Linked DNA regions of Triticum aestivum: region 2 is linked to region 1. Evidence: chromatin contacts called from public Hi-C data. All regions are on one chromosome and are shown on one strand. Each heading gives the region's core, a stretch centred on a gene start, on an enhancer-like site or on the middle of the called end of the contact. The rest is flanking DNA. Distances are from core to core; before and after follow the strand shown. Region 1 has its middle 100 kb from the start of LOC123049579. Region 2 has its middle 12 kb from the start of LOC123053850.

What was found. Hi-C and Micro-C count contacts between places; a contact is called where the count stands out from the background.
Region 2: a contact with region 1 is called in a Hi-C map of leaf, with 5 times the contacts expected there. The contact joins two enhancer-like sites. A contact is called at or near these places in 2 of 5 Hi-C or Micro-C datasets (both in leaf).

The regions. Positions count from the first base shown.
Region 1 is chr2D:463,278,758-463,283,266 of IWGSC CS RefSeq v2.1, reverse strand. It overlaps the pseudogene LOC123053847. Among protein-coding and RNA genes, the nearest start is that of LOC123049579, 100 kb to the right of the region's middle. Within about 2 kb of position 1,791, at least 8 of the 8 cell types and tissues checked have an H3K27ac peak or open chromatin away from gene starts, as enhancers often do. A contact at or near this core is called in leaf, where this site is marked.
Region 2 is chr2D:463,589,368-463,593,876 of IWGSC CS RefSeq v2.1, reverse strand. No RefSeq gene overlaps it. Among protein-coding and RNA genes, the nearest start is that of LOC123053850, 12 kb to the left of the region's middle. Within about 2 kb of position 3,161, at least 5 of the 8 cell types and tissues checked have an H3K27ac peak or open chromatin away from gene starts, as enhancers often do. A contact at or near this core is called in leaf, where this site is marked.

The sequences.
Region 1 (4,509 bases), core at 542-3,041:
CCTTCTGTTGTATGAGTACATGCCAAGAGGCAGCCTTGGAGAGCTACTTCACGGAGAATCTTCTTCTTCACTCGATTGGGAGACACGCTTCACGATAGCCCTTGGGGCAGCTGAAGGGCTTTCATACTTGCATCATGATTGCAAGCCTCGGATCATCCACCGTGATATCAAGTCAAATAACATTTTACTTGATGACAACTTTGAAGCTCATGTTGGTGACTTTGGGTTGGCTAAGGTGATTGACATGCCAGTCTCAAAGTCTATGTCTGCAATTGCTGGTTCATATGGCTATATTGCACCAGGTGAGTCTTAAGTTTTCTCCACATCCTACAAAGCAAATTCCATTTGCATGTCACTGCTATCTTGCCCTATATGCTTTTTTTACTTGAATCTTTAGTTAAGCGATGAATGGTCAACAAAGTACTGATCCAGTTCTTTTCATTTGATCAGAGTATGCGTACACCATGAAGGTGACCGAGAAATCTGACATATACAGCTATGGCGTCGTGCTGTTGGAGCTGCTAACCGGTCGTGCGCCTGTGCAACCGATAGAGTTGGGAGGTGATCTGGTAACATGGGCCAAAAATTACATCAGGGACAATTCTCTGGGTCCAGGGATCTTCGACAGTAATCTTGATTTGGAAGATAAAGCCGTCGTCGATCATATGATCGAGGTCTTGAAAATTGCTCTGCTATGTAGTAACCTGTCGCCGTACGAGAGACCGCCGATGCGGCATGTTGTAGTTATGTTAAGCGAGTCGAAAGATAGGGCTCGGGTGAGCTTGGCGTCGTCGCCTACTTCTGATTGTTCTTCGAAGAAGGATAGCTCATGATGTATTTATATATATAAGTTCAGTTAGTGAAAGGCAATCAATACCCGTTGCTCCCTTTCCCCTGTTGCTTATGATGGGGATCTTGGGAGCATGCACTCATTCTTTCTGTCAATTGTTTTCTAGTGGGATAAATAATACTGACTGATAACAGTGGGATCGTGTATGTATGTTAGCCTCTCTGAAGAAGGTACCGTCAAGTCCAGGCAGTAACCCTGAGTAGTTCAGCCAGGGTTCCTCCCTGGACGTGGTGCTGTGCCTCTTGCTTAGGTTTGGGTTTAGTATTTCTCACAGTTGGAATATGAATGTGCTTTTGCTGGAACAACATGGTCTTTCTGAACTTTTGACACTCTCAACTGAGTTTTATCTGAGCTTCCTAAACTTAGTGCAATTCACGTTTTTTATCCGTTTGGGTCGATCGAAGGCATGCTGTCCAGCTGCGTCTGTCCAAACCTGGCCGGTGCGTCCAACGGTAGTTCATACCGGCACACTTGCGAACCTTTCTCCGGCCAACCCTCTTCGTTGACTGCATGGTCCACTGCTCGGACAGCCACGCCGTCAACCGTGACGGCGGGGACAGCGGCGGCGACGGGGTTTGTCGCGTCGGCCATGGTGAGTGGGCAGGGTGGCGAAGGGTTTTGGGAGAGAGTGGGAAATGAGATGAATGTGCCACCGACGAATGGGTCAGGGGAGAAAAGAGTGGGAGTCACGCCATGCGCCATGTCCGCCTCGACGCATACCGGGCTCAAATTTAGGCCGGAGATAGGTCGCGAGTGGATGAAAACCGGATAGGGTCCATTTATGTCGATGGGTTGGGCCGCAGTTTCTATCCGTTTTGACCCAAAACGAATCGCACGCGGACGGACAAAATTCGTCGCGCGTTGGGAGTTGCCCTTACGAATGTGGTTCTCAAGGTCCAGGCCTCCAGGGTCACTATACTCCACCGAACAAGCGACACCCGTCAGAGGTCAGACAGACCACTACCATGGCAGCAGAGGAAGCAGGGAGGCAGCACCCGCACGTCGTCCTCTTCCCCTTCCTCGCGCGCGGCCACGTCCCCGCCTTCCTCCGCCTCGCCGGCCTCCTCCACGAGCGGCGCCCGGGCATCGCCGTCACCCTAGTCTCCACCGCGCGCATCCTCGATTCCATCTCCCTCCCGCCCACCAACCCTCCTATCCGCCTCCAAGCGCTCCCGTTCGCGCCCGCGGACCACGGCCTGCCGCCCGGCACCGACTGCCTCGCCGACCTCCACGTCCACCAGTTCATCACCTTCTTCCAGGCGTCCGAGTCCCTCCGCCCCGCCTTCGAAGGGTTCGTCTCCGGCATCCGGTCCCCGGTCTGCATCGTCGCCGACGCCTTCTTCGGCTGGACGGCCGACGTCGCCCGCGCGCACCGCGCGTTCCACGCGGTCTTCCTCACCGGCGGCGCCTTCGGCTTCGCCGTCTTCTTCTCCGTGTGGGAGCACCTGCCGCACACGCTCGCCGCCGGCGACGAGTTCCCTCTGCCCGATTTCCCCAGCGTCGTCCTCCACCGCACGCAGATCCCGCGGTACATGCTCGCGGCGACCGGGTCCGATCCCTGGACGGCCTTCTTCCGGCGGGTCATCTCGCTTTGCCGCAAGACCGATGCGGTCCTTGTCAACACTGTACAAGAGCTCGAGTCCTCCGGGCTAGACATGCTCAGGAGGACCTTCGGCGTCCAACCATGGCCGATCGGGCCAATTCTCGCGGCGCCGACGACTCCGTCGGCCTCGCAGGACGATGCCATCATATTCCGGTGGCTGGACGCGCACCCGCCGCGCTCGGTGCTGTACATATCCTTCGGGTCGCAGAACAGCATCAACGCCGATCAGATGACGGAGCTGGCACTGGGCCTGGAGGCCAGCGGGCGGCCGTTCCTCTGGGTCCTCCGGCCACCGCTGGGGCTCGACGCGAAGGACGGATTCAAGCCGGAGTGGCTCCCGGCGGGCTTCGAGGAGCGAACGGCCGGGGCCAACAGGGGACTGCTGGTGCGCGGCTGGGCGCCGCAGGTGCGGATCCTGGCGCACCCGTCCACCGGCGCGTTCATGAGCCACTGCGGGTGGAACTCCATCCTCGAGAGCCTGTGCCACGGCGTGCCGGTGATCGGGTGGCCGCTGGGGGCCGAGCAGTTCTTCAACGCGATGCTGGTGGTGGAGCGGGGCGTCTGCGTGGAGGTGGCGCGGGGGAACATGGAGAGCTCGGTGGTGGCGATGGGGGCCGTGGCCGACGCCGTGGGGACGGTGATGGGGGAGACGGAGAAGGGCGGCCAGATGAGAAGGAAGGCGGAGGTGATCGCGCGCGCGATGGCGGCCGCTTGGGAGGGGCCGCGCGGGTCGTCGGCGGTGAGCTTGGAGGGGTTCCTCGGATGCGTTGAGACGTCTGTGCCTGTGCGTTGAGATTTCCGCGTCAATGCTGTTCCGGACTTACGGGGGGAATATTTTTCCTGCAGAAATATTTGTGTCGCACACGCAGGTAGTTTGAATTTCACAATAGCTATATGTAATGTAAGTCGTTTGAATTTACAATTTGGGTAAGTTGATTTTTGGAGGTAAAAGCCGGTGACGAGGGTGACAGGCTCGCCGACGATCTATCTTAGGGTGGTAGGGTGGCAGGCTCGCCGTTAGAGGGATGTCCGTGGGCGGCGGAAGGGCGGGGCGGCCAGGCTGGCATTTGCGCTAGCCGGTCGCGGAGGTAGGCGGTTCGGTAAGGGTTGGATCTGGAGATGGACAGATGAAGAAGAAGAGAAACAATGTCATACCGTTTTGAGGTTGAAGATGAAGGCCTGGCCGTTGAATCTTGATTCAATGGTTGAGATGGAAAGTTAGGAATCGGCTGACCCCTTTAAAATATATAGGATCGGCTGACCCCTTTAAAATATATAGGGGTCCATCTTTTAGCCACTCCCATTGAATTTCGCGACGATTGTACATCTTCGGTTTGCGTGGGAACGCAAAACCACGTCTAAAACGACGGTCTATTCAAGATTATTCTTTCCCTCTGTTTCGCAAAAAAGAGAGCAAAATATAGAAGTACTATTTTTCATACGGATTTGCTAATTCTCATTAGTTATGTCTCGTCTAACTTACTAACCGTACGATCGACGCACCAAGATGCATGTTCCTCGCTCCGTTTATGTTCATGTACGTGTCGCGTAAGTTTTCCGTCGTGGGCTGAGCCGCTGTTCCTTTTTCCGCATGTGTATGATTTGTGTGGGTCGTGAGTGCAATGCCCCGTAGCTGTGTCTGGGCATTACGGTTGGAGTATGTTACCCTCTCTGCTAGGGTTTAGTACTCCAGCGCTGATCTGATCGCCCCATGAGGTTTTTCGTCTATCTATCTACCGATTGTCGAGCGCTCGTCTGTCACCGCGGTTGCCGGCAGACGGAGCGTGGTGTTGCAGGGACTAGGTCCCTCAAGCTATTAACTTCGCCAAGACGGCGGGATCGGGACATGACAATCTGGATGAACTTCTGAAACACCTGGACCTAACTGAAGGAAATATGCCCTAGAGGCAATAATAAAGTTGTTATTTATATTTCCTTATATCATGATAAATGTTTATTATTCATACTAGAATTGTATTAACCGGAAACTTGATACATGTGTGAATACATAGACAAAACATAGTATCCCTAGTATGCCTCTACTAGACTAGCTCGT
Region 2 (4,509 bases), core at 1,912-4,411, 310 kb before region 1:
GGTGGCACATTTGTGATCTCGAGACCATTTCTCGCCGCACAAGTAACAGAGGCCTCGCGCGCGACGATAAGCACGCAGTGTGGTCAATCTCTCATCAGTTGATGGAGATGGTTGCGCCATAGCATCGGGCATTGGTCGACGATCGGTAGCTGTGTCTACAGGAGCGGGAGGTGGTCGGCCTGGAGGCGGAGGCAATGGCATTGCCCCTCTCAGATGCGACCGAACCGCTGATCCAGTATCAGTGCGACGCGGTTCGCGTCGTTTAGAAATATCCAGCGCCTCTTCCTGCAGATAAGCCAAGGAAGTAGCAGTATCCAGGTCGTGAGGATTATGCACAAGAACAACAACACGAATTTCATCCTTAAGACCATCTACGAAGCGAGAGAGAAAAAGGGCTGGATCTCACGAACTGCTATGTGCCAAAAGGGAGTGCATAAGCTCATTAAATTGAGTAACATAAGCTAAAACTGAATCTGTTTGGCGTAAGTGGAAGAGCTGGCGCAACAGAGAGGAAAACTCGTTGCGCTCGAATTGGTCACAGACCAATGAACAGAAGGCTTCCCAAGTCAGGTTACGCAAGGTAAACCCTCCATTTTCGAGCCAAATCATCGCCGGCCCCGAAAAATGCATAGCAGCAGTGTCTACCCAAAGCTCCGGATCAAGGTGAAACACACGGAAATAGGACTCGCAATTCCGTTTCCAACTGCGGGGCCTCTCTCCCCAAAATGGTGGAAAATCAAGTTTGGGACGGGGAATGGAAGGGGAACGAAAACGATGTGGGCTGCCCGAACGGGAGGCATTCCGCTGGCGCGAGAACTCCCCAGACAGTGGTAGCGGCTCGAGAGGACGGACTAACGATCGTGAACGGGAATCCTCGAGAGTGTACGTACCCATGGCCGGAGGCGGAATGAGGGTAGTTACTACCCCAGATCCAGACCCCCGAGTCGAATTGTTGTCGTGGCTGCCATCGGGCCTGTGCGTGTCCTTGCTCGCCTCCGAAGTCGTCCCACCACCAGATCGTGGGATCAAGGGTGGCAGATCCGTCGGCTTGAGGGTGAGGGCGGGGTTGCGGATGACAGTGTCCAAGTCACGGCGGACGCCACCGATCTTGGTGCGCAGATCGTCGACCGAGCGCTCGAGCGCCGGTCGCCACTCCGCGAGACCCTTCACGGACGGCTTGACCTCCTCGAAAAGGGCCGTCGATGTCACCACCGCCTCTTGGATGGAGGCGTTCTGCTCCTGGATGCGCTTGAGCGTTGCCGCAAGCTCGTCGATGCGTTGCTCCATTTCGAGGGTGTGACGTTGATTGCGCGTGGAGAAGATGGGCTTCTGGAGATAATCAGTCAAATCTGATACCATATGTTACGTCCCTCAACTCGATTTACTCTAGTTCATAGTGGTACAGGAGGAATTGGAGTTCAGGGGAGGTAGGGTTCGAGGAGGAAGAAGGGGATCAGGATGAGAGTACAAGTCCAGATGATTCTCGATGCCTCTCCACCTAACGCACACCAACTCTTATCCCCCAGTTCCCAGGTTGCTGGGTCGAACTTGTGGCTGGGCCGCTTCTTCCTCTTGGACCGGCCTTCTCCAGGGTCATGGGCTGTAGAGGTACTTGGGTCCGTGACACTGACCCAGCTCACGCCACCAAAATCAAATCCACGCAGTGGCTGTGATCGGCTGTGGCTTCATGGATTTTCAGACCACGATGCTCGCGGACGCGGTGCAGGGAGCTCCTAGTCGGCGCTGCAAGCGCCGATTAGCGCAAACAGCGCTCGCAGCGGGAGCTAGCGGGCCGGCCCAATCGAGGAGAAAAAACAGCAAAAAACTAGGATGCAGAAACTGGAACTCGAACCCATCACCTAAGGTATAGCAACCTAACGCCCGAACCACCAGACCGAGGTGCTAAGCTTGTCAACTACCAGAAACGAGGTACATTTGACCATTCCTCCACAGATATATTATATACCCAAAGTAAATTATTTGAAAAAGAAATTCACAAAAAAACCACGAATATGAAAAATGGTTCGTGAAAAATAGAAAAAGATCATCAATTTCGAAAAAACCTTCATCCATTTTGAAAAAAGTTCACAAATTTGAAAAAAAGTTCACTGTTTTCGAAGAAAAGTTCATTGAATTCGAAAAAATTCATCAATTTTCAAAAAAAAGTGCATGGATTTTGAAAAAAAAGTTCATTGAATTGAAAAAAAGTTCATCGATTTTCAAAGAAGTTCATCAAAATTTAAAAAGTTCATGGATTTCGAAAAAAAATCATCGATTTTGAAAAAAAAGTTCACAGATCTAAGAAAAGTTCATCAATTTTCAAAAAGTTCATCGGATTTGAAAAAAGTTCATCAGATTTAAAAAAATTCATTGAATTGAAAATAATTCATTGGATTTGAAAAAAAGTTCATCGAATTGAAAATAGTTCATTGGATTTGAAAAAAAAAGTTCATCGAATTGAAAAAAGTTCATCGGATTTAGAAAAGTTCATCGATTTTTAAAATAAGTTCATCAAAATGTTAAAACGTTCATTCATTTTGAAAAGAGAGTGAATCAAGTTTGAAAAAAAAGTTCATTGAAATTGAAAAAAAATCATCAAACTTGAAAAAATTTCATTGAAATTAAAAAAAAGTTCATCGATTTAAAGAAAAAGTTCACGAATTAGAAAAAAATATCGTCTATTTCGAAACATTCCACGCATTTAAGAAAAAAGGAAAGGGAAAAAAACATGGAGAACATAGTGGGTATTTGCTGTATGTATATAAGAAGGATGAAAGGAGGTTCGTATTCGCGAGAGGGAAGCTGGCGTAGTGGTTAGTGGAGGGATCTCGCAACAGAGATATCGCTGGTTCGATTCCTGGGTACGCACACATTCCTTAGCCCTCCTTTTTTGACTATCAAACAGATAGTTGGGCCGAGCCCATCTAACTCCGCTGCAGGCGCCGGTTTGCGGAAACAGCTGTAACCGGCGCCTGCAGCGCCAAATAGGGATTACCCGCGGTGCATCCGTTGCGGTAAAAAAGGCGCAAGAATATTGGGCTGGAGGGGCCGCGCGGTAGGCCTCCCGCGAGCGACATCTTCGTCCTGGCCTTGGCAGTTGCCATAACGACGCCATCACAAAACAGTGCAATACTGGCCCGCCCTCAGTTGATGCCCTTTTGCCTGTGCTGGGCCTCTCGTGCCATCAGCAAGCAACTGGCCACACGGACGCTGGTGCGACCACTGTTCACTGTTGCACAAGGACCACTGTTCGCGAAAACCAGTTGTTTGTTTCAGAGAGAGAGAGACGTCCATGCATGAGGAAGCACGTCCACGGATGCTTCAGGCAGCGTTTTCACAGCTCATACCGGCACATCAACCGCAGATGCTGTCCTCTTGGATGCATATATATTTTCATTTTTGTGCCAACTACGACAGACGACGCAGCACAACATCTTTTTCAGATACAGGATGCCTTGCTCCAATCCAAGGATTTTTTTTAACCAAGCAAAGCCTGGGGATTTAAAATTCTAGTCAAGCGAATTTGGCCACCAGAGTCTGTAAAAAGGTTGTAAACCCAAGTCCACGTACGAGTAGTTGCTTCTGCATATACTCCTGTAGTGGTGCACTGCAGATTGTACTACAACTCTTTTGGTCAAAACATGTCAAATGTGCAGCTATGTACAAGTCATGTGGAGCAACTAGTTTTTCCTTTTTATTAATTACTATTAATAAAAATATTCGGTTTTTACTTTCACAGTGTAGCATATTGGAATAGGGCCTAACAGATATTCTAAAACATAAAGACCATGGACTCGTACCTACTCACAGAGTTCATGACTCGTCTCATCACACAATAAAAACTTGCCCTTGAGGCAGATCGGAGGGTGGCCATCACCGGTGATACTTGTAACACAAGGAGTTGACGACGTCACAGAAGATAAATACATGCTTCCTCCATGGAGATGGCAACAAGCTCCTACGGCCACAGGGTTTGGCGACGTCCTTGATGCTAGGTAATGGTGACATCCTTCCTTGTTGGATTTGGATTCGTAGAGGAAGAAACTCAGGCGGGCAGACTGGGAGGGGAAGAAGCTCAGGCGGGAAGAAATGGGGGGTTTTGCAGGCGAACGGGGATGGGTCGATGCAGGAAAACATATTTAAAGAGACCAAATGCGCCTACCAATCTGGCGAGGGAATAACCGGGTAGGTTGGAGGATCTGACGAGCGTGACACGCCAAACTGCGAGACTACCTTAGTAAACGACAACTTTACACAAATTATCAGATGGTCTGCCTTGTGTCCAATAAGTCAGACGCTCTGGCAAATAAGACGCGTTAGCCGGTCTAGCGGGTCAGCGGGACTATGGAGGCATTCAGATTAAAAGTCAGACTCTCCGGCATCATAAATATAAACGTCTAGAAAAAAGGCTGACATCTTTGCAAAATGTCTAACTATATGACATAACAGGAAAACAGAAAACACGCTGTTTCATCCGGCGCTTCACACCGGTGGCACGCTGACAGCATG